Regions from separate parts of the Mus musculus genome. Here all the other regions are linked to region 3. A link is a contact called in public Hi-C, HiChIP or PLAC-seq and promoter capture Hi-C data. All regions are on one chromosome and are shown on one strand. Each heading gives the region's core, a stretch centred on a gene start, on an enhancer-like site or on the middle of the called end of the contact. The rest is flanking DNA. Distances are from core to core; before and after follow the strand shown. Region 1 has its middle 15 kb from the start of Tiprl. Region 2 holds the start of 1700029M03Rik (RIKEN cDNA 1700029M03 gene). Region 3 holds the start of Blzf1 (basic leucine zipper nuclear factor 1). Region 4 holds the start of Gorab (golgin, RAB6-interacting). Region 5 has its middle 28 kb from the start of 1700029M03Rik. Region 6 has its middle 7.2 kb from the start of 4930568G15Rik. Region 7 overlaps Tiprl (TIP41, TOR signalling pathway regulator-like (S. cerevisiae)).

Evidence for each region. Promoter capture Hi-C pulls out the DNA fragments that hold promoters and counts their contacts. Hi-C and Micro-C count contacts between places; a contact is called where the count stands out from the background. HiChIP or PLAC-seq counts read pairs in DNA pulled down with a chosen protein or histone mark.
Region 1: a contact with region 3 is called in a promoter capture Hi-C map of neural stem cells. The contact joins the enhancer-like site here to the promoter of Blzf1 in region 3. A contact is called at or near these places in 7 of 39 promoter capture datasets (the 3T3-L1 cell line, the C10 cell line, cranial neural crest and 3 more), 4 of 484 Hi-C or Micro-C datasets (Th1 cells, cardiomyocytes, cerebellum and 1 more), 1 of 115 datasets of contacts at active chromatin or transcription factors (stem cell-derived neural progenitor cells) and 2 of 9 other capture datasets (adipose tissue and liver).
Region 2: a contact with region 3 is called in a promoter capture Hi-C map of pre-B cells, with 9 times the contacts expected there. The contact joins the promoter of 1700029M03Rik here to the promoter of Blzf1 in region 3. A contact is called at or near these places in 15 of 39 promoter capture datasets (3T3-L1-derived adipocytes, the C10 cell line, the HPC-7 cell line and 7 more), 1 of 15 datasets of contacts at CTCF or cohesin (pro-B cells), 1 of 484 Hi-C or Micro-C datasets (B cells), 12 of 115 datasets of contacts at active chromatin or transcription factors (the 230-238 cell line, acute myeloid leukemia, astrocytes and 8 more) and 2 of 9 other capture datasets (adipose tissue and liver).
Region 4: a contact with region 3 is called in a Hi-C map of effector CD8 T cells, with 5 times the contacts expected there. The contact joins the promoter of Gorab here to the promoter of Blzf1 in region 3.
Region 5: a promoter capture Hi-C map of neural stem cells shows a contact between it and region 3. The contact joins the enhancer-like site here to the promoter of Blzf1 in region 3. A contact is called at or near these places in 10 of 39 promoter capture datasets (the 3T3-L1 cell line, hippocampal neurons, liver and 5 more), 1 of 15 datasets of contacts at CTCF or cohesin (pro-B cells), 3 of 484 Hi-C or Micro-C datasets (Th1 cells, embryonic stem cells and ventricular fibroblasts), 13 of 115 datasets of contacts at active chromatin or transcription factors (the 230-238 cell line, astrocytes, embryonic forebrain and 8 more) and 3 of 9 other capture datasets (adipose tissue, embryonic stem cells and pancreatic islet).
Region 6: an H3K4me3 HiChIP or PLAC-seq map of embryonic basal ganglia shows a contact between it and region 3, with 7 times the contacts expected there. The contact joins the enhancer-like site here to the promoter of Blzf1 in region 3. A contact is called at or near these places in 15 of 39 promoter capture datasets (the C10 cell line, cranial neural crest, embryonic stem cells and 10 more), 1 of 15 datasets of contacts at CTCF or cohesin (the NIH/3T3 cell line), 28 of 484 Hi-C or Micro-C datasets (the AtT-20 cell line, B cells, the C3H10T1/2 cell line and 25 more), 18 of 115 datasets of contacts at active chromatin or transcription factors (the 230-238 cell line, the HL-1 cell line, T-cell acute lymphoblastic leukemia and 13 more) and 4 of 9 other capture datasets (adipose tissue, embryonic stem cells, liver and 1 more).
Region 7: an H3K4me3 HiChIP or PLAC-seq map of bone marrow-derived macrophages shows a contact between it and region 3, with 7 times the contacts expected there. The contact joins the enhancer-like site here to the promoter of Blzf1 in region 3. A contact is called at or near these places in 7 of 39 promoter capture datasets (the 3T3-L1 cell line, 3T3-L1-derived adipocytes, the C10 cell line and 4 more), 2 of 15 datasets of contacts at CTCF or cohesin (large pre-B cells and pro-B cells), 8 of 484 Hi-C or Micro-C datasets (the AtT-20 cell line, CD8 T cells, LSK cells and 4 more), 14 of 115 datasets of contacts at active chromatin or transcription factors (the 230-238 cell line, acute myeloid leukemia, bone marrow-derived macrophages and 8 more) and 3 of 9 other capture datasets (adipose tissue, liver and macrophages).

The regions. Positions count from the first base shown.
Region 1 is chr1:165,250,122-165,253,482 of GRCm38.p6, forward strand. It overlaps a transcript of Tiprl not described here. Among named protein-coding and RNA genes, the nearest start is that of Tiprl, 15 kb to the left of the region's middle. Within about 2 kb of position 2,095, at least 15 of the 459 cell types and tissues checked have an H3K27ac peak or open chromatin away from gene starts, as enhancers often do. A contact at or near this core is called in neural stem cells, where this site is marked.
Region 2 is chr1:164,959,079-164,962,563 of GRCm38.p6, forward strand. It overlaps 1700029M03Rik (RIKEN cDNA 1700029M03 gene), which reads left to right and starts at 1,809. Exons shown (of 2, transcript NR_166148.1): 1 at 1,809-1,960; 2 at 3,422-3,485. Gm39692 (a long non-coding RNA gene) reads right to left here and starts at 1,317. Exons shown (of 3, transcript XR_865701.2): 1 at 912-1,317.
Region 3 is chr1:164,305,251-164,308,922 of GRCm38.p6, forward strand. It overlaps Blzf1 (basic leucine zipper nuclear factor 1), which reads right to left and starts at 2,234. Exons shown (of 7, transcript NM_001160209.1): 1 at 1,897-2,234; 2 at 1,189-1,266. The coding sequence starts at 1,228. It overlaps Nme7 (NME/NM23 family member 7), which reads left to right and starts at 2,422. Exons shown (of 14, transcript NM_138314.4): 1 at 2,422-2,504; 2 at 2,810-3,000.
Region 4 is chr1:163,401,566-163,404,988 of GRCm38.p6, forward strand. Gorab (golgin, RAB6-interacting) reads right to left here and starts at 2,104. Exons shown (of 5, transcript NM_178883.6): 1 at 1,958-2,104. The coding sequence starts at 2,018. Gm24940 (a small nuclear RNA gene) reads left to right here and starts at 718; the gene lies at 718-837.
Region 5 is chr1:164,986,734-164,990,168 of GRCm38.p6, forward strand. No RefSeq gene overlaps it. Among named protein-coding and RNA genes, the nearest start is that of 1700029M03Rik, 28 kb to the left of the region's middle. Within about 2 kb of position 1,643, at least 46 of the 459 cell types and tissues checked have an H3K27ac peak or open chromatin away from gene starts, as enhancers often do. A contact at or near this core is called in Th1 cells, astrocytes, hippocampal neurons and 3 more, where this site is marked.
Region 6 is chr1:165,097,395-165,100,814 of GRCm38.p6, forward strand. No RefSeq gene overlaps it. Among named protein-coding and RNA genes, the nearest start is that of 4930568G15Rik, 7.2 kb to the left of the region's middle. Within about 2 kb of position 1,982, at least 4 of the 459 cell types and tissues checked have an H3K27ac peak or open chromatin away from gene starts, as enhancers often do. A contact at or near this core is called in embryonic basal ganglia, where this site is marked.
Region 7 is chr1:165,214,682-165,217,940 of GRCm38.p6, forward strand. It overlaps Tiprl (TIP41, TOR signalling pathway regulator-like (S. cerevisiae)), which reads right to left. Exons shown (of 7, transcript NM_145513.4): 6 at 3,102-3,164; 7 at 1-1,199. The coding sequence ends at 1,059. Among named protein-coding and RNA genes, the nearest start is that of Tiprl, 21 kb to the right of the region's middle. Within about 2 kb of position 1,365, at least 44 of the 459 cell types and tissues checked have an H3K27ac peak or open chromatin away from gene starts, as enhancers often do. A contact at or near this core is called in acute myeloid leukemia, bone marrow-derived macrophages and microglia, where this site is marked.

The DNA of each region.
Region 1 (3,361 bases), core at 845-3,344, 940 kb after region 3:
CCTGCTGTCTACTTATCCTCAGAATAGCATGTTCTGCGTATTTGTTTGCACTTTTACTTTTGGGAAGAAGGTTTTGTTTTTGAAATAAGTCCCAACAGTCCTCTTCCTACTTTTGTTTCCTTAGAGTCTGCACATGAGAGAAAATATGCTGTGTTTCATCTTTCTAGATCTGGCTTACTTTTCTTAACACAGTAATGATGGTCTCCCCTTCCGTCCAATTCTCCTGTGAAGACAATGGTCTAATTCTCCATGTATAAGATATATAAAGACATAAAGAGTGCCCACTCCCTGGGGCATTGGGCCTATAATATGCATTTTAATGTCATCCCTGTTGCCTGCTGCTTTCCAATAGCTAAGGCAATATATATTTTCCCTAGTTCCTGAGGGTGTGATGCCCTGGTTCTAAATGTTAGTCTGAAAGTTAAATATGAGGGCACAGGCCTATCATCCTAGCGCTTTCAAGGCTGAGGCAGGAGGATCATGAGTTTGAGGATAGTCTAGGCCTTATTTAAAAAAAAAAACCTTCTTCTCAAAAGTAAAAGTGCAAACAAATATGCAGAACATGTTATTCTGAGGATAAGCTACAGACAGAAACATTTGTTTAACAGGTGTTAGGACCCAGTCGTGACAGCCACTTCAAAGTTCTATGTGAAAGTTTTGAATAGGAGAGAAAAAACCCCTTCACTGCAGGGTTGGTGAAGAAATGTGTAATGGGCAAGGAACAGCCACTTCATGGGAACTCCCCTTACCAAAGGCTTCCATTGTAAACATTTCTCCTCATAATCCAACAGCCTGTGTAAGTAGCACACACATCCTGAAAAACACAATTCAACTTTAAATGTTATGTCCTACTAGCTGTCCATCTCACTGGCCACAGTTACCTTGGGCTGGAGAGATGCCACAGCAGTTCAGGACGTCAATGCTCTTGAGTGGATCTGGATCTGAGTCCCAGCCCCGACGTGTGACTCACAACCATCTGTACCTCCAGTTCCAGGGAATCCAACCCCTTCTGCTGACTTTGGTGGGCACCAGGCACACACACACACACACACACTAAATAAAATAAATATTAAAAAATTAAGCTATCTTTTCTCATAGTTTTTTGGTGTTAGCCTAGTTACACAGGAGGCCATCCATAATGGGACATTTCACATTTAGCCTTACAATAGAGAAGTGATTTTCTTTCTTTCTTTCTTTCTTTCTTCCTTTCCTTTCCTTTCCTTTCCTTTCCTTTCCTTTCCTTTCCTTCCTTCTTTCTTTCTTTCTTTCTTTCTTTCTTTCTTTCTTTCTTTCTTTCTTTCTCTCTTTCTAATTATCACCTTTTAAAAAAGATGTATTCATTTTATTTATATGAGTATATTGTAGCTGTCTTCAGACACACCAGAAGAGGGCATCGGATCCTATTATTGATGGTTGTGAGCCATCATGTGGTTGCTGGGAATTGAATTCAGGACCTTTAAGAAGAGCAGTCCATGCTCTTAACCGTTGAACCATCTCTCCAGCCCGAGAAGTGATTTTCAACAAAATATTTTAAATTCAGTTTTAAGTCTATACATACTGTGTGACATAGGGCCATCACCAAAGCTGAAATTGGAATGATTCTTGCAGTAATATTATTTTTTCTCCAAATATATACATTTTTTTTTCCTTTTTTTGAGACAGGATCTCACTGGTAGCCTTGGCTAGCTTGAAACTCAGAGAAATCTACCCGCTTCTGTGTTCCTAGTGCTTGGATTAAAGGCATGAACCACCACATGCTACTCTGTGAAGTTTCTATCATTCATAGCATTAAAATATTCAGTGAGTCTAAAGCTTCAGGAAAGAGAAAGACATTATTACATTGTATTGGACTAGAAGGGTTTTTTGTTGTTGTTGTTGTTGGTTTTTGTTTGTTTGTTTGTTTTGTTTTGTTTGCACTCATATTGGCACTACATGTGTCCCTTCTTGTTTGCCTTCCCGGTCATCTTCTGCTGCTTCTTATCCTTTCCTTTATTTCTTCCTGCCTCCATTTCCCATCAAAGTTCCCAGAGTGGTTCCCAGGGCAGCTTTTGCTCACCACTTGGAACCTCGGCCCCAAGCCACAAAATGTGGCTTCTGCAGATCCAACTTTGGCCACTAGGGGACATCTGCTCTCTTGGCATGAAAAGAGAGGTGGAAAAATCCAAACCTAACAAACGAAAAAACAAAAAACAATACAAAACAAAACCCTTTTCGTCACTATTTTCTCCCAAACCAAGGGCAAATACAGAGAACTAAAGAGAAGGCCCAGCTTTATGGCTAACATGGTTTTCGAGTTTAAGGTGATGAAAGAAGACTGTACATTGTCACAGCTGATGGGTCGCAGCCTTGTCCTGTGGCCATCACGGGAGAGTGGGGGAAACTCGCTGTCTCTCAACACTTCTTGTCTCAGTCTTGTCTCCCTAGGCGTGACCTCATTACCTCGGGAAGATTTTCCAACCTGTTCCCCTTCCCCCCAGCCCTGGGACCCCCTTAGCGCCCTCCTCTTCCATCCCATCCACCCCTTTCACTTCCACCTCCAACCTCCTCTTCTGCTTCAGTCCTGATCTCCTTGCACTGGCCAGGAGGGGAAAACTGGGCCGCCTGCTTCGGATTAGGGTTTCCTTAGCTCTCCAGGAGGGCTCAGTGAAAGCAGAGTTGAGTTTTTTTTTGTTTGTTTGTTTGGTTTTTTTGTTTTGTTTTGTTTTGTTTTGTTTTGTTTTGTTTTGTTTTTTATCCCTAGGCAGTCTCAAAGGGTCTTGATTGTTCATCTCCACTGCCCAACAGCAAGTTGGGATTAGAGTCATGTTTCAAATCCAGATCTTCAGCCTTCAAGGGGTGGACTTCCTCTAATACCGCAATCTGTCCTTTAAAGGACTAGTGAGATGGCTTAGCAGGTCAAGGTGTTGTTTGCTGTTCGATGTTCACCATCTCTTGACATTTAATTTTACCCACCAGGAACCTTGTTTCCCTAGCTGCTCCTAACTGGACTGAAAAAGGAAAAAAACTCAGTCTGCTTCCATTCATTCCTTGTAACTACTCGACCCTGTAAACCCTGTTGTCTGTCTTTTCTTCTTGATGCTCTTACAAAAACCCAGCCTGAGGACCTGTGGTTCATCACCAGGATTCACGTGGTACAAAAAGAGAGCCCACTTGTACAGTTGTCTTCTTGACTTCCACATACTTCTTGATGGCACATGCAAGACACCTCCCTCCCCCACCCACCCACACATACAAATAAATAAAAGGTAGGTGTATGACAGGATATTTTAAAAACCAATGGCAATAATCGAATGTTGTGGATTTAGGGTCAGCGAGATGGCTCAGTGGGTAAAGGAGCTTGCCACCAAGCCTAGCAACCTGA
Region 2 (3,485 bases), core at 559-3,058, 650 kb after region 3:
CAGAATATGCACAGCATATAAAGCCATTATATTGGGCAAAACACACAAGCAATGAGAATTGATAAAAAAAAAAGAGAGAGAGAGAGAGAGAATCCCAAAGAGAGAGCTCAGGATTCTCTAAGTCCTTGGGTTAGAAGATGAAGAGGACATGGTGAGGGAAAGGAGATGTAATCAGGAGTGAGGGGGAAACCAGCCTGGTGTGGTGTCCTGGAGACTGAGATAGGAGAATGCAGGACTGGGGCGAGTAACTATGTCAAATGATGGTGGATGTCAGAAAACAGGGATGTGAAAGTGACAGCTGACTTAAGCAAGGTGGAGATCATAAATGACACAAGGGAGAGGTCACACTAGATTACGGGGAGCAGAAAACTTAGTGAAGGGGGTCCAGAGAGGCCCGGGAGACTTAGTGACAGCATAGACAACCCTTTAGAGGGAAAATGCTAGACCACACTCATCTTGTAAGTGCCATGGCAGAGACTTAAGAGATAAAGGGCTGCAGTTGAAGGCGAAAGTGGGGTCAAGAGGGAGAGCTGTGTTTTGATTTTTGGGTCTGGTCCAATAAGAAGCTTAACATCAACCACACCCACTGATTATCTTTCCAATGATCTGAACTCATGGATGCACATCCCTGAGAAAACTGTTCTGTGTTCCTGATCCTTAATGCTTCCGATCACATTATTTCTACATAACTATTCATACAATCTGGTTCACAGTCGATCTTTTTCTTTGTATAAACAATGGAAATAAATAATAGATAATATCTTGGGAGCATTCATAATAGTTACTGCCTCTTTAGTTAAAGAATGACTCCATTTGGGGTGCCTCACAAAAACGCAGTAATGAGAATCTTCCACTCATATTTTAACAATCAGAGAAATCATTGTTGATTTCAAAACTGAAAGGAAGTTCACCTCTGGGCCCACACTGAGTCTTCTCTACCCATCTTCTGCTGCTACCGTTTGGTATCTGGCTTGGTCCCGAACATTCATGCAAAGTTCCAATGTCAGTGTAACTGACTTCTCAAAGTCACACACGCAGCATGCTTCTCCTAACGGGAGGGATGTTAATTTCTAGGCGACTCTACAGTCCTAGCTGCCCTCATCTGCCCTCACTTTCCCCAGCGTTAGCACCGTTGCTTGCTCACAGTGTTGCCTTAACCATTTCCTCCACGTCTTCAAAGTTGTGGTTTCCTGCCCCTTTGCAACACAGACATAATAAACCACTCTTCAATTATTTTTTACTACTTCTTCTGCCTTTGTCCCAAGTCGAAAGAAGTCAAAACTCTGCCAAGTTTCTGTTACTGAGTTTGTCTCCCAAGTCAGGGGCCCTGCCTTCTCCGCAGGTCTCATTGTTAGGTCACAAAGCTTTTGAGATTCTCACTGCAGAGCTCTTTATTTCCATCCCAGTGAGTACTGAATAGTTTCTCCTTCATCCTCTTGTCTCATTGTGCCCTTCAATTCCTTTTCTTGATGAGTCTATCTACTCTCCTGTCTGTGATTAAAAAAGAAAAAAACTGTTCATTTTGAACAGAGAGTAAAATGAATAATTTGGAACTACAGTTGCCTCACAAGAGTAGGGTGCTGTCTGATAAAGAAAAATTTCCTCTCTGCCTTTCACTTACAGATACCAGTACATGTGTACACATTTTCACATGCTACACTATAGCAAACATAGCTTCAGATTGCTCATAACAAGTGCTCACCCTGTGTGAGGCAGTCTGATAGCAGCTGGTGTTTATTACCTCACAATTCCTCCACACATCACAACCGAGGATGTGACAGGGGTAAGGCACCTGCCCAAGATTACACAGTTAATAAATGACTGACTGAGGTTTGAACCCAACTCATTTGACTTCAACACTTACAGAATTGACTACTCAGATAAGAGAGAGCCGTCTCTCAGGGAAATATGGAAAAGCAATACTCCACAAACCTCAACGGCAAGAAGAGTTCCTCCAAAGGTGAGATCTTGATGAAAGTGAGCAATGTCAGTATGCAGTTCTTTGAAATCTCACAACTTACCTTAAAATTCATGACAATTTTGTGTCCATTCCATAATATATCCAGATTGCTTTCTATTACAGGGATAGTTAACTCTCCCAAAGGATACAAAAGGCATTTATAAAATGGATGACAAACATTGTAAGGAATATACTTTCCTCCAAATGAATATAAATTCTATGAAAATCTCCAAAGACCTTTGAAAGGAAATGCTCCGCCCCTTTCCTCTACCAGCAATATCTGTTGAAGCAGTATGAAGGGGAGAGGTGAACACTGGATTGTTTTAGCTCTTGTCATTAAAGAAAGCGTGTACATTAAGGCAGCACAGAGAAGGTATTGATTTGTGAGACACAAACAGTCAAACACGTACATCCATTCTCCATCCTAAGCATCCATCTCCTCTAAGACCCCGCTCAGATGCTGAAGGACCAGAGAAGACTAAATCACAAAGCCCAGTTTCCCTTGTTCTCTCATGGAGAGGCTTGCTCTTGCACATGTGGACACACTAAGGATTTTACTCTAGTTTCTCTCTCTCTCTCTCTCTCTCTCTCTCTCTCTCTCTCTCTCTCTCTCTCTCTCTCTCCACATATGTGTGTGTGTGTGTGTGTGTGACATACATGATATATATGATGTATGTGTGTATTTATGTATGTGTATGTGTGTGTGAGAGAGAGTAATCTAGCCCCTGTTGCTTTCCCATTTTATATTTATTTCTTTTAATAGTGAGCCTAAGAGAGAGACTCTAGATTTAAGCTCACATGGTGCTTGGGAGTCCCATTCTTACAGTCCTGAGAGCTGATAGGAAGCTCAAGACACACACACTGCCTCTGCAGCTGACAGGAGCCTCCATCCCCATCCCTCTGCATTTCTCCCAGCTTCTCGGTGCCAGGAATCTCTAGGAGGGCACCCGAACCTTTGGTCAGTCTCCCTCACGCCTCCGCTCTGCTCTCTGCCCTCCCACCCCGACAGTTCCCTAGCCACCTGCCTGGGAATATGCTTACTGCAGAGCCCTTTGGTGCCACAACCCTCCACTCATGTGCTGCCCCCCAAAACCTTGTAATGGAGGATACAGTGGGCATGACTGTGTCCATTTTGTTTATGAAGAGACCTGGATGGAACCAGGATGAAGCGACTTGCCTGAATTAGTCACCCTGGGGCAAATCCGGGCCTCCAACCAGGGCATCCTCACCACCTCACTGATCACCCTCCACAAAAAATCGTGGATCCTATCAGGCTAGCGGTGTGCTTCCATCCGTGTCAAACTGACAACACTAAGAGAGATAGTCAAGCATGGCTCATTAGATACGTGCAGAAGAGCTGCGTGTTGCAGCGTTCTCTGAAATCCTGTAAGATTGAAAACACGGGACCTCATGCAGTTGATGTAATTCCTGACACATTTTATACCACTTCAATTCTGTCAGTTGTCTGAGTATGGATGCACTCCATTACTAGCCATCTGTGAGGCGATCAATACAGCAACACAGA
Region 3 (3,672 bases), core at 984-3,483:
CTCATTTTACAGTTTTGAGACAGCATCTGCCTAGGTTGCCCATGCTAGCCTTGAACTGACTCTGGAGCCCAAACAGGGTATGAATTTGTGATCCTCCTGTCTCAGCCTCCCAAGTAGCTGGAATCACAAGCCTGTGCCACAAGGCCCAGCTTTAGTGTTTTCAATGTCACCATTATCACCTAGTAAAGTTTAGCTATTCCATTAGAAAAGTATGCTACCGACAATCATATTAACCTTTATAAAGGTGATCCCCAGCCCTCTCCTCCAGTCCAGTGGTCCCCAACCTTCCGAACGCTGAGATCCTTTAATACAGCACCCCGTGTGGTGGTGACCCCAACAGCACACTTCGTTGCTACTTCAGAACTATAATTATGCTACTGTTTTGTATATATGTAATGCAAATATCTGATACGTGGGGGTCATGGCCCACATATTGAGAACCTCTGTTCTCTAGGCTCTGGATAAACAGTTGCTTGATCAAATGCGTGTGCACACTTATGCATGAAGCACAGCTTCTGGTGTTTCACAGTATACACTGGTTTCCTAACAGTGCTAAGAAATGCCTGTATAACCAATCCAACCCAGCATTTCCAAATTCATTTGTTCATAGAATCATTTCCACCTGATCCTTATTATTTAAATGCCCCAGACCTTACTATCTGTTTGCTAAATTAACTGTCATCACTGTATTTTTAATGTACAAGTCTACAATTTTAATATTTAGTTAAATTGTTTATTTTAGGTTTGCGATGAGCCCTATAGGTAATGGTCCACCCCTCCTATGATGGCAGTGCTATTCACATGCTTGAGAGAAAGTTCTGTTGTTATACTGACAATCACATTGCTCTCCCGAGACAGTTAAAGGATGCAGACAAGTGACATCAAATATAGGTATAGTTTTCATTGATCCATGTAGCACAAACATCTGTTTTCACTAACAATAGTTACAGTGTAGTAAAAATAAAACGAACAGTTGTATTACCTGCCTTACTAGATAATCAAGGGGGAGCTCTCTGAGTTCAAGGCCAATGAGTTCTAGGGCAGCCAAGGCAACCCAGAGAAACCCTGTCTCAAATAACGCCCTCCTACTCCAAAATAAACCCAAAACACAACCCTCCCCCCCAAACCAAAAAAGCAACCAATCAAACAAAAAACCAAATCAATTATTATCAAAACAAAAACACTTACCTTTGTTTTCCGAACTTTTAAGGGTAGTCATTTTTTCCATAACTAATGAGAATACAATCCAAGACTTTCACCGAAGACCTAGAGATGTATACATACGAAAGAATTAAAGCAATAACAATATATTCAGAGAATGCATCTACTTTAAAAGTTATTTTTTAATTGTTTCTGTCTTTAGTACCCACGTTCTTCATTATTTCCTTTTGACGGGCTGTAATGTATACCTGTTAAATAATGAAAACCCAGGCATAGGTTTAAGTGGTCTCTGGAGTCTAGACTGTAGAATAGGTGACCACACGTCCTAAAAGCTGACTGTTCCTAGATGTATACGATTCAGTACCCGGTCTAACTTCCTGAACATCACAAATCCTTGCCCTGGGAATGCATCCTGAAACTCTATCCAATGGCAAACAGAGACTTTAAAGTCAGAAACTTCGCTGGGACCATGCGATGCCGATGAGCAAGTGTCCTTGTCTAAGAAACACCGGGTGAAGGTGTGGGGAGGCATGGGTGCCGAGTTTAAAAGGAGAGGAGGTGGAAAAATTAAGCCTGTCAGCCTCATTCCCCAGGAGTATGAGCCCAAGTTTGTCCCTGTCAGGAGGAGCCTCTTCCCAGAACAACCTTTAAATCCCAAACCAATGGCTGCCGAACTCCAGCCCAGACCATCCTCTTCCCACCGCGTCCGGCACACGGGCCGGCTCCAGGACTTACCTGTGATATCCTTACTTCAATGTCCACCGCTCAGGCTCTTCACTCGCTCAGCAGCCGGCTGACTTGTAAACTCCCCTGGCACTCGGAAGCCAACCCGCCCAAGCCTCCCTGACACGCAGCGCCTCGCTCACTCTAATCACTTCCTATTACACAGGGTTTCATTTCCGGAATGCTCTTCTGAAGGACAAGGACCAACTGACACTTCGTGCTGTGTGTAAAATGAAGAGAGACAGGGTCTACTATGTATCGGCTCGGAAAGCGAAAACTGGAAGATATCTACTTAAAAAAAAAGTACCAATAGATAATGCAAGCGGTATGGACGCTTAAACTTCCGGGTCACTACCAGCCAGACGGAAGTGAACGCGTTGGAACGGAGAAGGTGGCGTCGCGTTGCCCCAGGCGATGAGGCAAAGGGTGGATCTTTGAGTGAATGGGCGGGGCCTAATTACTCCCAGCCAATGGAGACGAAGCAGCTTCGAGGCGGCGTCTTCGAAGCAGTGGCTGGAGGAAGGCGGGGCTTGCGTTGCCAGAGTAACCGGATCATTGGTGGTGGTGTAGTCTTCCTGTGTACAGGAATCTATTTCCTGTGCTGAGATCTACAAACTATGGTAAGTGTTATAGGGAGGCCCTATGAAAGGCTCCGAGACCCTGGTTACGGAACATCCAAGTCTTTGGGCGATTGGGCACCCCGCCTTTCATCACCTCTTACCTCGCTAGGAGCAGTTCCTTCTGCCTCTGCGCACCCCTTTTCTTGCAGCACCCTAATTTCCATTTTAGCGCCACTAAGACCTCAAGCTAGAGCAATGTAACAGAAAGTAAATGGGGGTGATATGGAATCTAAGAAAACCCGATGAGAATTATTTCGAATAAACCGTTTATAAGCTTGCATTGTTTATCTTTTTCGTTTTTCAAGCTTGCAGACCCTTATCGACGTGGTGCTGTCTCAACACTAACTTGGATCTGAATCTCCCTGAGTGCTGGAGTCAGTTCTCCCAAGCGGTGGAGTTCTACCTTGCATCTCCTACCAGGACCGCTTAGTAATAGCTGTCTGCTGGCTCAGCGTCTAGTTCATTTCATACTTTCCAGATCACTGTGTTTTAGCAGGTATGTTTTTCAGGATTACTTGGAGAGTTCTAGCATTCACCAACACCACCATAAATTATGACTGAATAGGAATGGGGCTTGATACTTTGCGTTTTAATAAGCCTTTAGATGGTTTTAATGTACCCATTGCTCTAGTGCACAGAGTTCTAGTTAACTCATCTTTAGTCATCTCTGCACTTGTGCGTGGTGGACGGGACAGAGCAAAATGTTGCCTTCAGGTGGGTGTAGCTGTGACTTAGCAAGAGGCATCTGCACAATGAGGCTTTCTCATTGACTGACGTTCAGCAGTCCTTTTTGTTAACCAATCTGGTCCTTTGGTACCAAAGAGACCTTTTCAAACCTTTACTTCACAGACCCAATCTCTTTCCTCCCTCTTTTCTCCTTTCTAGGCACTTGACAGAATCTAAGAGGCAATGTATTCAGTATTGGATTCCAAATAATCAATGATTTTACCTATTCTGTAGCCTCGTATTTCTACTTTAACGAAGGAAGTGTGGAAGTGACCGTTCATCTGTTTTGCTCTTGATTTCTCTTGCTCCCATCTATTGTAACCATTTGTGGCATGAAGTTAGTTAGCATTTGATCTGGTGTGTGTGTGTGTGTGTGTGTGTGGTGTATGCTGATTTTGTTTTGTTTTGTTTTGTTTTTCGAGACAGGATTTCTCTGTATAGC
Region 4 (3,423 bases), core at 854-3,353, 900 kb before region 3:
CAAATTCATTATTAATGAATGTGACTAGCGATTAATAGAGTCCCACCAATAGATCTAACACATATTATGTATCCTCTCATCTGCTAGCAAACAACTCGTTTGTCTCTAACTTTTGGATATTATAAACAAGGTGGCTAAGAACATTCTTGACTGCACATGCATTTATGCATTCGAGTGTCTCAAAAGCACCCTGTACTTATTTTGGCTGGCAACAGATCCCATCTTCCTAGATTATTTAACTGCATTCTTAACAGCTGCGAGGAGGACTCGATTTCTGCAGCTTTAAAAATGGGAAACCAAGGAGACTTGGTATTTTTGTTCTGATCACTGTGTTCCACTATGGCTACATAAAAACTGGAAGATACTTCTGTTCTTACAGATGTCATAGATGAGTGATTTTATACCCACAGTCTAGCGTTTCATGACCAAGTGACGGGCCTTAAAGTTTAGGTTCTCATCACCTTCTAACCAAATCCAAATTAAACAGTTAAAATATACTTTTTAGATAACAAACATATTGGAGTCCTACATTAAACCTTTGTCAAATCAAGCTAAAGCCAAGATTCAACCTCCATGAAATGTCCCCAGTGTCCATTAAATCCTCAGCGTGAACTTGCTCTATGGCTACCACCTTATTGTACTGTCTGTCTCATGAATCTACAAGGTCTCTAAGGGCAAAGATGTCCTGCTACTTTTGACATCTCTAAGGCAGACGTTGTGCTTCATGGCAGGTTAGCATTCCCCATGACAAGGACGGAAGAGGCCCCTGGACCAGACAACACACCTGATTCAAATACTGAGAACTGAGTCAGATCAGATCTAGGTGCCTGCATTTGTACATATAGGTATATGAATGGAGAATGAGTTACAGAAGGAAAGAACCTGAAAACAGCCAGCTGGACAGAATCAGTTGGAACACATCTGACATGATAATTCCATGACAGTACTAAGAAAGATCAGCCAGTCCAGTCTTCCCCACATTGACCCCATGTTAGTAATTTACTTCCTTCTGCACCTGTCAGTCCTAGATAATTCACATATCTAGGCTAAATATTCCAAGTACCCAAGACATATCCAGATATCTCACAAACTATAGACATGGAAGAATTTAATTTTATCCTTAAGGTACTTTTTAAAATGTTGCCAAGAGTGGCACAAAGTTCTCACAGAAGTGATGGGCATTTCCAAGCCTACCACAGACATTTTTGTGAAATTGCAATCACAGGTCAAGAGCATTTTACATCCTTTCCTACCAAGTACTGGAAAACTTAATAAATCAGAAGCAGCGTTATCGCAAGCCCATACAGTGATCTATAATTATTCCAGAAAGCCCCCCGCCCCATCCGGGGCAGCAGATTTCCACTGTCCCTGAAGGCAGAAGAGACAGACATGTAAGTGCACTGTGCATGTACACACAAATACACACACGCACTTCAAATCTAACCTCTCGAAAAGTCCTTTTAGTTTGCTGACTCCCAAGAACTGGAAAGAAATGCAAACTCATCTGGTAGCCAGAAGTAAAGGCAATGCGGATGGATCATAAATACCACTTCTTCTGCGTTGATTCACTCTCATGACACCTTTCCCAAATATCTGGTTTTATAAGTTCACAATTATGATGCTGTATATGCAGTATTAGTCTTCATTCACCCTGAACCCAAGTTTACAACCATTGGTTTGGGTTAAAAGCCTCCCTTAGGGGCCATTCAGGTGGTGGCTTCGCTTTCTCTTCCTAACCTCATTCCTTTTTACAGGAAAACATCAAATCATCAGAAAACAGATGCTAAAAGAGAAACCCCTGGGCCGTCCCTCTGGCCTCTGCAGCAAAGACACCTAGGGAATCCCACCACCCCTGTCCCCCAACTTGGAGTTCCAGCCCCCACGCCCCCTCGCCCACTAAGACGGCCTCCTGTCCTTCAGACTCGAGACTCCACACCCGCGCGCAAGTACACCTTACCTTTATTCTGCTTTAGTCTCCTCAGCTCTTCCTCAGAGAAGCCCGCCCAATCCTGAGCCATCCGCCTAGCCCTGGGCACCCAAAGAGTGCCCAAATCTCCGCGCGCAGACTGCCAACACAGCTCCACAGGCACATCCGGGTTCCTTCAGTGGCGCGGCGAACAGCCAATCAGCGTGCCGAACTGTGGCGCTAGGCCTCCCTCTGCATTCAGGGACCCGGTACCTGTGGGGCTGCCCCGAGCGATGCCTGAAAGCCTGACTCGGTGGACTACAAAAGCACGGCCTTCGCTTCCACTCACAGGCCTCTGCTACACGTTCCAGTTCTTCTTGCTTTATATCTTTGGGGGGAAGTGGGGGTTATGGGAATATGAGGAAGGGTTGAGGAAAACAGGTAGAGCGGCAGTGACAGAGGAGGCCTACAGGTCGGAACTGCCTGACTAGCTGGGCGGAGCCTGTATTGCCTGGGAGGTGGGCGGTACCGGAGCATCCTTGGCTTGTAGGTTCTAAGTCATGGAGAAACAGGGTGTAGGGTTGAGATTTAAGCATTGGCCAGTTCACTTCTAGACAATAACATCTAGCAGATTTCGATTTCTTGTTTCTATGATGAATGAGTCTAAGAACCTAATCCTTATGCCAAGATATTTTGCTGGTCTCCTCCTGCCTATAGAAGTCCCTCAACACACCACACTCAAGTCCTAAATGGTGATTTTTTTTTCTTTTGTCTAAAGCTATCTTCTTGAGCTTCCATTTCTCCGTTTTAAGCAGAGTTTAGAAAATTAGAAGATGCAAAGCTTGTCCATGTATGTGTAGGTCAGCGTTTTTTAAACCATTTCTTTTTTTCATTATTTTTACTAAAAACAACTGAAAACATTACATTGGCTACATTGAAAATTTTTTTAAAGAATATTAATTTTCGACTCGAGAGTCAATATTTTTAATCAAGTTGAAGTAAAGGAGTATACTGGAAAATAAAATATGACACCAGCAATTGAAATGAGCAGTTCAGTTATATAAGTATCAGAAAAAAGTTTGACATCTTTCTTGTAATCTTTGAACTTTGAAATGTAACAGGTTTTCCAAAATTCAAGGATGCCACACATGCTTATCTTAAAGATGAGTTTATTTTCAATATATTTGAAAGGCAAAATACCATCCAAAAGGATTAGTTTCGTTCAAGTTTTGAACATAGACTAAATGTGTAAACAGATATACATTAACTCCAGAATAGAATGTATTAGTCACAATCTGGTAGTGGATTCAGCTTGCCCTCTGCACACAATAACCATTTACTAGTGACTCAACAACAATTTTAAACCTACTTGTGTGCTTTCTGTTACATTTTATTTATACATTTTCTATAAGACAAGATTTATCACTAATCTTAATAGAGTCAGTAATTATGGTATTTTAAAAGGTTTTGCCTTGCTTGTGAATGCAAATCAAGGCACCAGCAAGAGATAATAAAAG
Region 5 (3,435 bases), core at 393-2,892, 680 kb after region 3:
ATTTGGCATTGCCCAGGGGAAGGGCTTAGAAAGACACATATTAGTGCTGCGTGCAATGTCTTCCTCTGGAGTAACCTTACACTGCAAAACAAGATCAAACACCACTCACCTCTTCACAAATCTAAATATGGTCATGGCTTCTCTGGGGACTAGTTGACTGGAGTGGAGAAGTTTCTAATCATAAATGACTCACGGGCCTCACAGGCTATGTCTAGTTCACCCTACTCACATACTCAGTACATCATTTCTGTTTTATAGGAAATTCTTATGTATGGATTACTTTTCACACAGACTAGTTTTATTTCCTCAGACTAAACACCAGGGCCTTCAGAATGGAGATTAAGTATCACTAATGCAATGTTCCAAATAATGAAGTTTCAAGTCAGATTAAATGACTGGAATTGGCTCTCTAATGCTTAGAACTCGCAGGGAGCTAGGAAACAAGAGAGGCAAGGTAACAGTAAGGACATGCACCCAGGCTTCCAGCTTTGGTACAGAATGAGTCGCAACACTCGTCTGACTGCCTGGCAAGCCTTAGGCAAAGATGTACAAGCTTAAGCTAATAGAACCTTTAACTTCGCTGCCTCAATTTACTCCATTTCAATTTACTGAAACAAATATGATCCAAGTCGAGAAGCACCACAACCAGGACTTCCAGCTCTGACCAAGACACAAAAACCTTCCTCTGAACTCAAGTTGACCTTTTTCTTGAGCCAAAAACACTGAGTGGAAACAAACATTAAAAAACAAAACAAAACAAAACAAAAAACAAACAACCCTGCAGCTTTATGGCTGGAAAGAATCTAAGCTAATCTCACCAATCCTTTTGCTTTACAGATTAGGGAACTGAGGTAAAGACTTCTTATTAGATGAAGTGCCCAGAGTTTTAGTCTAGTAAAGACAGAATCAGTGCTACTTGCCAGGTCTCTGGATTCAAGACTAAAGACTTGAATTAGATCCACAAACTTACACCCCAGCAATACTGCCATGCCAAGGACTCTCCACAATGCCAAACAACACATTTAACAAAATACTGCGTTTCAAATGAAACGGTTTCCTCAGGTCAGAAGAGAATCCCTTTGCCTGTCCCCATCAGTTCTGAAGCACTAGCCGGCTAACACCTATGAATATTTCTTCAGCATGCTCTAGAACACCATCATTTCATCCGGTCCTTCTCTTAATCTGATGAAGTGGGTACCATAGCTACCCACACTTTACTGAAAAGGAATCTCTGATGTCAAAATATAATTGGCCCTTGTTCTTACAGCAAGAGGTCTATGGTAAAAAAAAATACAGATATAGGCCACCTACCTTCCTGACCCAGCACTTAGTCATTATTATGCTGACAAAAGACTAACAAGAATATAATCCAAATTTAACCACAATGAGTAAGACTGAGCTCTGATCTCAATTTACTTTGTCCTCTGGGCTACTCAACATCTAAAATTCCAGTTCTCTAACCTATATCTGTCACCATAGGAGAAGATTCTACAGTCTCCTCCACTAGCTATCCTCTAAAGCCACCAAGCCAAGATTCTGCTGAGGCTGGGAAATCCTAGCATGTTGAAACCTCGGTCACCATGTGCTTCTCTGTGGCACCTGCTTGGGATCCAGGGCACATCAAGTCTCTAGAATGAAATTAGCATTTGCTCTCCTCCCACGCTCTGTTCTGCTAAATTATGCAAATGAGGGCTTTAGGACGTGTGAACAATCCTAAATGTTCTCTTAGGAAAGGGGAGGGAGGAACACAAACCACAAATCAGGCCTGTGTAGGCCTCAGGATTAAACATACAAAGGAAATGGTATATGTGTATTCCTTGGTTTAAAGCATGTTGGTTTATTTTTGTCTGTTATGGGTAGGATTATAAAAATGCTGTGTGTGTCTAATGGTACTAGGAGCCCCTTTTGTATCCAGTAATATAACAGCCCTTCTGAGGATCTCTGGTTCTGCCTTATGTCTCAGAAAAAGCAAGACCCCCTGTGGCCAGGAAATTAGTCTATATTTTCCAATAATCTCCCGTGTGTATTAACATGTTTGTATATTAACACATACCTGTGTGTTAAAATGCATGTGTTAATATACATCAACTCTCTATGATCCGAGATCTGTTAGTCTCTAATTAAAAGATGATGTTTCTACTGCTGAGATCAACTTCTTTCGAGAACAGGGGAAGAAAGGCTCTAGAAGGAGGGATACAAAAGGGGACCCAGGGAGTGCTTTGGTAATGATTCTGTGTTGTCTGTGATGTTCTCCAGTGTAGGCTGAAGAACTTGGGATAAGCAGAAGCAGATAGAGTGATAGAGCAAGAGGAAAAATGGGTGTGCAGTCTAAGTGGCATGGTTCTTCCCATAACCAGCCCCATAGAGCCTCATGCCAGCCCTGTGAGGAAGGTCCTTTAAGGGCTGCCTGGAATGATCTTGCAGGATGTGCCAGCTGAGGGAGCCAACAAGAGAGTCAAATCAAACCCACATTCAGTTTGCCAAGCTACAGTCGCACAGGCCAAAAGTATTGAGTTTCCAGCTCATACAAAAGTGTTATGTGAGCTGAAGTCTGCATATCATTGTCTCATTTACTGACAGAAAACTAAGACTGTAGATAGTGAGCCATTGGCCCAGGGTCACTGCAGTGCATTTTTTAGCAACAAATGAAAATCTATCTGCTCCCCATTTTGTTCCTTCTGCAAGATCGTCTTCATGTTTGATGAAATGGGAGAAAAAGACCATCAAGGAAACTCAAATCCAATGCATTGAACATCACCGGAAGTGCCTAGTGAAGTGTCTCTGAAATAAACAGAAAGTTCTGGAACAACACTAATTACAAGAAAGCACAATGACAGGCAGACACATACATTCCCCTTTATAGTCATAGAGTAACATTAATCAGCCATGTAACAGTGAAAGATCTTGTCTTCAGCAAAGACTGGAAAAAGAGCTTGTGACTGACAGCCCTAACAGTCAGGTGAAGAACTGAAAATCAAGCAGCACACAGTGGAGTCAAATGAGTTGTTTATGTTAAAGAGGAACGGGGAAACTCCACAGAGACACCCTGGGACTTGAACTTGGCCTTTAGAGTTTTAAATATATGTATATGTATGTGTGTGTGTATATATATATCTGTAGCATTTCTTTAAGAAGTTGTAAAACCCAGAGAAGTAAAACTTGAGCGTAGGCTCTGAGAGCCATCACTGTGCTGAGCAGTACCCTGAGCCATGAGCTGGGGAGAGATGACTGTGCCTCACCTTGGTCTGTGCTGGGCTTTCCAGCTGAAAAGACCCAGGCCACTACACCCCCTCCCTGGCCTGCTACCACCCCCAGCCAAATCTCTCTGCTGCTGAAGGTGTCATGTACATGACAAACAGAAAGGAAAATAGCTAGTAAAAATGCAGTAAGACTTAACAGATTGGGCTTTCCAGGCACTGGGGCACTCTGTCTTTT
Region 6 (3,420 bases), core at 732-3,231, 790 kb after region 3:
GCTGGGATTAAAGGCATGTGCCACCACACTCAGCGGACATCTTTCTTCTTAGCTGCCACCAAACAAGAGTCCCTTGAAGACAGAAGCCACATTTCTTTCTGCCATTTATTCATTTTTCAAACTATCGCAAGTCCCAGTATTGTCCATGTTTTCACATGCTATTTGCTAAATGATTGAATGGTGTGGCTTAGTAGGAAGCACATTTAGGCTCCTGTTTTCCTTTAGAACAGCAGTTCTCAACCTGTGGGTCACAACCCTGCTGGAGGCTGCAAAACAGATATCCTGCATCTCAGATACTTGCATTCCAATTCATTTTTTTCCATTTTTTATTAGGTATTTAGCTCATTTACATTTCCAATGCTATACCAAAAGTCCCCCATATCCACCCACCCCCACTCCCCTGCCCACCCACTCCCCCTTTTTGGCCCTGGTGTTCCCCTGTACTGGGGCATATAAAGTTTGCAAGTCCAATGGGCCTCTCTTTCCAGTGATGGCCGACTAGGCCATCTTTTGATATATATGCAGCTAGAGTCAAGAGCTCCGGGGTACTGGTTAGTTCATAATGTTGTTCCACCTATAGGGTTGCAGATCCCTTTAGCTCCTTGGCTACTTTCTCTAGCTCCTCCGCATTCCAATTCATAACAGTAGCAAAACTACAGTTATGAAGTAGCAACAAAATAATTTTATGGTCTGGGGTCACCACAATCTGAGGAACTGTATCAAAGGGTTGCTGCCTTAGGAAGGCAAAGAACCACTGATCTAGAAGGGGTTCCAGTAAAGACCTGTTTCACCTTGAGGCAATCTGCAGCTATCAGCTGTGTCCTTCTCCCTACCCCAGGCAGTTGCTGGTTTAGGAGATGGAGTGAAGGGTTTTGGGAAAGGAAGACAAACAAAATAGAAAATTTGAATTCTCCAGATGAAACAAGTAGGAAATTTTAGCTTATTGCCCATACTCTGTAGCTCCTAACATTATATGTATCCTTTTCTAGGGGGGGGGGGAGAGCCCAAGAAGACTAGGAGCTTTTGAGCTAAGGTTTTGGGGTTTGTTTTGCATTGGGGGTTAGAGAGGCTTGTAGGGACCTTAGCCACCCAGGTGTTGGGGTTGATATCATAACTGGACCAAGGGGTTTTTAACTAAAGCTAAAAGTATTTGTGGTCATTTGAATAAGAATATTCCTCATAGGCTCATATACTTGACTACTTGGTCTCCAGTTAGTGGCCCTGTATGGAGAGGTAGGGGATATGGCCTTGCGGGAGGAAGTGCATCACTGAAGCAGGTTTATCCAGGTCCCTCTCAAAACGTGACCTCTCAGTCTCATGTCCCAGCCACCATGCCCGCTATCAAGCCTCCCACAATGACCGACATTCACACCTCTGCAACTATAAACCCAAAGGCACCGTTTCTTATGTAAGTTACCTTGGTCATGGTGTTTTATCATGGCCTAAGAAAAGTAACTAAGACAGTGTTCAAATAACCTCTGGTAAGGACTAATATCCCTTAGCGATTCAGAAGCCATTATGAAAAGTCTGTGGTGACAAATAGAACTAGAAATGCCTCCCCAAAGCAAATTGCCGCGTCGACGTTCCAATTTTCCCTTGCAAGCCTTTAATATACACTCCAGAACACTACAATTTAAAGGTGTGCTCATTGCAAGATGCCCAACCCAAATTATAAACTTCTATTGATGTATGCCCTCATTATATATGCAAAAGCATTCTCCAGTTTAAAAAAAAAAAGGCAAGAGGTAAATAAATCTCAGAAATGGGTGAGCCAGATGTTTAGAACTTCACCTATAAAAATAAATGTAACGTAAACTATTTCATTACACCGCACACCTAATTGTAAAACTGCTAAGCAAACACTTTCAGGGCAATTGGGCAATTCACTTGCTGTGTCAGCTTTTCAATAAACCTGACAGGTGAAGAACATAAGTGTCGTTCATCCCTCTCTACCCCTGAGCATACTAGCTTTAGCTCAACCCAGCACCACCACGCCATCTTACTAACAGAGAAACTAACTTAGCCCCAAGTTATCTGCTCTTAGAAAGCTTTGCTACACAGCCAATTTGTTTGCCTTAAAGGAGTTTTTGGTGTTCTTGCTATATCATACCAAATAAAAGTCAAACTGGACACACACAAAAAAATCTAAATGTATTGTTATAAATTACATATGTCCCACTATATGTGTGCATTAAATTAGCTATTGCTGTGTTACCATCATTTTCTACTGTAAAGGAAACTGTGATAAAACATTTCCAGAGATATAAATTTCTAATACCCCCACCTCCTACCCTCACCAATCTACTGAATCCCATCCTTGCTATTGACCTACTAATTAATAGCTATCTCTGAGTCACTGAACCCTCTGTATAGAGAGATGATGGGGTCACCAACAGCCTTAATTAGTACTTATCCACCTGCTTCATCAAGCCAAGCACTATAAAAATCAAATTAATCAGCTGCAGTAATGTGATTTCTCAGTGCCTACTAATCAAGCAGGGAGGGGAAAACTACTTATATGCAGAAAAGACATCTGGGTGTGGGGTGGGTGGCAGAAAAAGAATTAGCCTAGAGGGCAGGGAACCTAGAGGAAATACAACTTAATTCTTCATTAGTCGTGTGTTACAGCGGAATAAGCAGGCACACTTACTGTCCTAGACTGCTTTCTGTTGATGTGATCAAAACCACGACCAAAAATAACTTAGGGGGAGAAGGGTTTATTTGCACGTCCCAATGACAATTGACCATGAGGGGACTCAAGCAGGAACAGAAGCAGGAGCTATGTGGGGAAGCTGCTAACTGGCTTGTTCTCCGTGGTTTGCTCCGCTACCTTTCTTATAAAACACAGTCATTGGGCTGGAGAGATGTCTCAGCAGTTAAGAGCACTGACTGCTCTTTGAGAGGTCCTGAGTTCAATTCCCAGAAACCACATGGTGGCTAACAACCATCTGTAATGGGATCTGATGCCATCTTCTGATGTGTCTGACAACATATTAATTCTTAAAAACAAAAACAAAAAACAAAACAAAAAAACCAGCCACCTCTCACACGAATCATTAATCAAGAGAATGCCCCCACTGGTGCCCCCACACATGCCCACAGGCCAATGTGATGGAAGTGCCTCCTCAGTTGAAGTTCCCTATTCCAAGGTGACTCTATTTTTTGTCAAACTGACAAAAATCAACCAGTGTACATTTCAAACATGGCATTTTCACTTTGTAATACATTAAAGCTGGTTTTGGTGGTGGTGGTGGTGGTGGTTTTTTATTTTTGTTTGGTTGGTTGGTTTTTGTTTTTTTTTTTTGAGACGGGAGACAGGGTTTCTCTGTGTAGCTCTGGCCATCCTGGAACTCACTCTGTAGACCAGGCTGGCCTCGAACTCAGAAATCTTCCTGCCTCTGCCTCCCAAGTGCTGGGATT
Region 7 (3,259 bases), core at 115-2,614, 910 kb after region 3:
GTTCTGACTACTTAAAAGTGCCCTCAGGAGTGTAAGGAGCAGAGGGAGAAGAGAGACAGGCGCTTAAAGGCGAACAAACTAGGGGATCGCGTTCATACCTAGCAGTTTCCATTTGTAATCTGCGTGGGAAATGTGTCTGCAATACTGAACGGGTTCAGAACAAAATAAATGAGAACGATACATCCTAATCCAATCTTCAAGTAAGTCTAAGAAAAGCTGAAATAAACAGCAAACTATGAATACATAATTCCTTATTATTTATTCTCCTCTTACAAAAGACACTTGGACAAATAAATATAAAATGGCATATGTCATATTTAGAAATGGCCAAGGACACACCTGGGTACTCCTCACAGGGATACACTAATACAATCTTCAGATGCACACTCCTCCTCCCCACCGCCCACCTCTTTAATTTTTTTTAAAAAGTCAATTATTTTATTTTAATTCTCCACAATTTTTAACAATGAATTATCAAAATAAGTAATCTAACACTACTCAGAGACAAAGACATTTAAATGAAAAGATTTAAAAAATACTTGTGTGTACAAACACACACAATATGTTGCCCAGAAACTCCAACTAATGACTAATACAAGATTAATTTTGTAGGTGACATGTCACAACTCTCCGTAAGTGCGAACAAACACCAGAAAGCCCACAGCCAAGAGCCAGAGTAGCACATCAGCATGCAGTCAGCATCCTATGGCGGCCGGCAGGTCCCAGGCATCGGGGCTCAGTGACAGCCTTACAGTCAGCCTCCTCACAGTGAAGACGATGCTTCAGGCCGGATGCAGACCATGTCCCCTCATGAGACCCACACACATCACTGCTGACGTAAGCTCCAGAGCACATCTCTCTCTGGAGCAGGAACTTGAAAACAGACAGGATAAACAGGAGTTGTGTGGAACCTGCCTGCAGCAATCTTTTATTTTCCTTTAAGGCTACAGAAAATCTGCGCATAAGCAAGGAAATTAATTCTCATAATAAAAATACCCCTACAAATAGCCAAGGTTTCCAGTCAGGTTCCACATGGAGAGAGTCTGCTGTACCACATTTTATTCTGAGGGCGTACTTTGTGAGTCCACTGGGTTAGGATCAATTCTTTCTGGAAATACGAGCTTCTCACAAACTGCTTCCTTAATTGGTAAATATTGTGATATTTCATTAGGTTCCGTGAAGAGGGAAGGTGGAACATGCTAGGAAAAACATAAAATCGTATTAGTATATTCTCAGTTATGGCTCACACGATTTCTGAAACCTTCTAGTGTAAGAGTTCACAAAGCATGCTAATTTCAGCCCTGGGGACACTCCACGTAAGGAGGAGCATTGAGTGCTCCCCCAGATAACAGCTGCTTCCTGTTACTCAATCGTTCAACTGTGTGGCTGATCTTCAAGGAACTTGGTGTCATAACTGACAGTGCTACTGTAAGTGCTAAAAGAATCCCACACATTTTGATCAAATCCCTCCCTAGTACCCGTTACTTGAGTAACTTGAAAGTTCAATCTTTAGTTAGAGTCCAGTACACATTCTACGACAGTTACTAACTATTCTAATCCAAGCATACACTATATTCAGACAGAGTAAGTACTATGGTTTAAAAAAAAAATACTTATTTTGTAGACATGTACTAAGCCAGTTCATCACAAAACCCAAGTGCCACGGAAGGACTTCACAAATTCCAGGGGAGCAAAAAATACAGGAAAATTATGTCAGAATAATTACAGATGCTGGTACAGAGGCACCAGTTTTTGGAAGAAAAAGGGATGTGTAAGAACATATACATACAAGTGACATCACAGAGGAAGTAGGATGCATCTATATGTTTACAATGATGGAAGAAAGAGACAGTGAATTTGAAAGACTAAGGAGATACAGGACATGGGAGGCCTTGGAGGGGAAAGAGAAAATTTATGGAACTCTAGTATAATCTCAAAACATGAATAAATTATTAAACATTCTAGAGGGTCAGGTGCTAAGTCAGAGGAACATCCATGGCACCAGCTGCAGCGATGGGACTCAGGTCACACCCCTGCCTCTCAGCTTCTTCAGAATGAACAGGACTCAGATGGATGGCAGCGAAGATCTCCAGGTGCCCTGGTGCTGGAGACAAACCCAGGAGAGACCCACCCTGCAGAGCCCAGGAGGAGCACATCTTCTTTGGAAGGGGTGGAAGGACGTGGTTCCCACGCCTGGAACAGGGCAGAGGCCTCCATGATGTCATGGCTGCTGTGGCCTAGGGCTTGTTTGTATAATTTAAGTATTTTCATGTTCCTCCTTTGAGGAATGTCCTCCCTGTTAACATTAATGACTCCATCAGTCCAGGAGGCGAAAGTGTAGCTAATGTCTCAGTAAAATGGTAAACCCTGGGACCTTCAGGACAGCCCTTAAGGCTGTAAAAAAACTCTGAAAACATGAGCTCAAAAATATATAATTTCTCAACTATGTAAAATATAAGGAACTATACAAGGTGTTTCACTAATCTAAAGGAACAAAAGCAGCTGTGCTGTGAGCCAACTGGTCAGGAAGATACTACGGAAGGAGATACAGAGAGTTAGGGAGTGGTGATTGACGGAGATCCTACCCAGCTAAGTTTTTTTGTATGCTTAAAAAGGCAGACAGATCCCTGGGTTTGAGGTCAGCCTGTGACTGAGGGAATTTAGATCCAGGCCCCATCCTGTTATCTTATCTCTGTGCTTAACAAAGGCTGACAGATATCTGAAGGGCTCTGTAATAAAAAGTGTGCTTGCTGTCTCCTAAGAACCAAAGGCCATGGGATGTTGACTCATAGGATAATCAAAAGGGAACCTGGGGTAATGACTGAATTGATATCTACATAAAAAACTAGGTTTGTGATCTTCAAGAGATGTCTTTAGGCCTGCAAGAGAAAGCTGTCTAGAGAACAACATAGGTTGTCCTGAGACTTGACTTCCAGTTGTGTGTTTTTTGCTACTTTCAAACAGAACTCCCAAGCAGAGGCTGGTCCTTGGCACACATTTTCTGATGCAAATTTAGATGAATGGGTGGGATTAGTGGGATATGAGACTTAAAATGAATTATTAAAATTCAACATCTAAATACTTAAAATTTAAGTACTTACCATTAAATTAGCAATTTTGCTCTCTCTGGATGTATATTCTCGTAACATGTAGGTCTTGTCAGCCTATATTTAAAAATACAAAAATTACAATATATTTATATATGTATATTATAAAATCCTCCCTATAAAGCAGACACGTAAATAAACAAACCATCCTT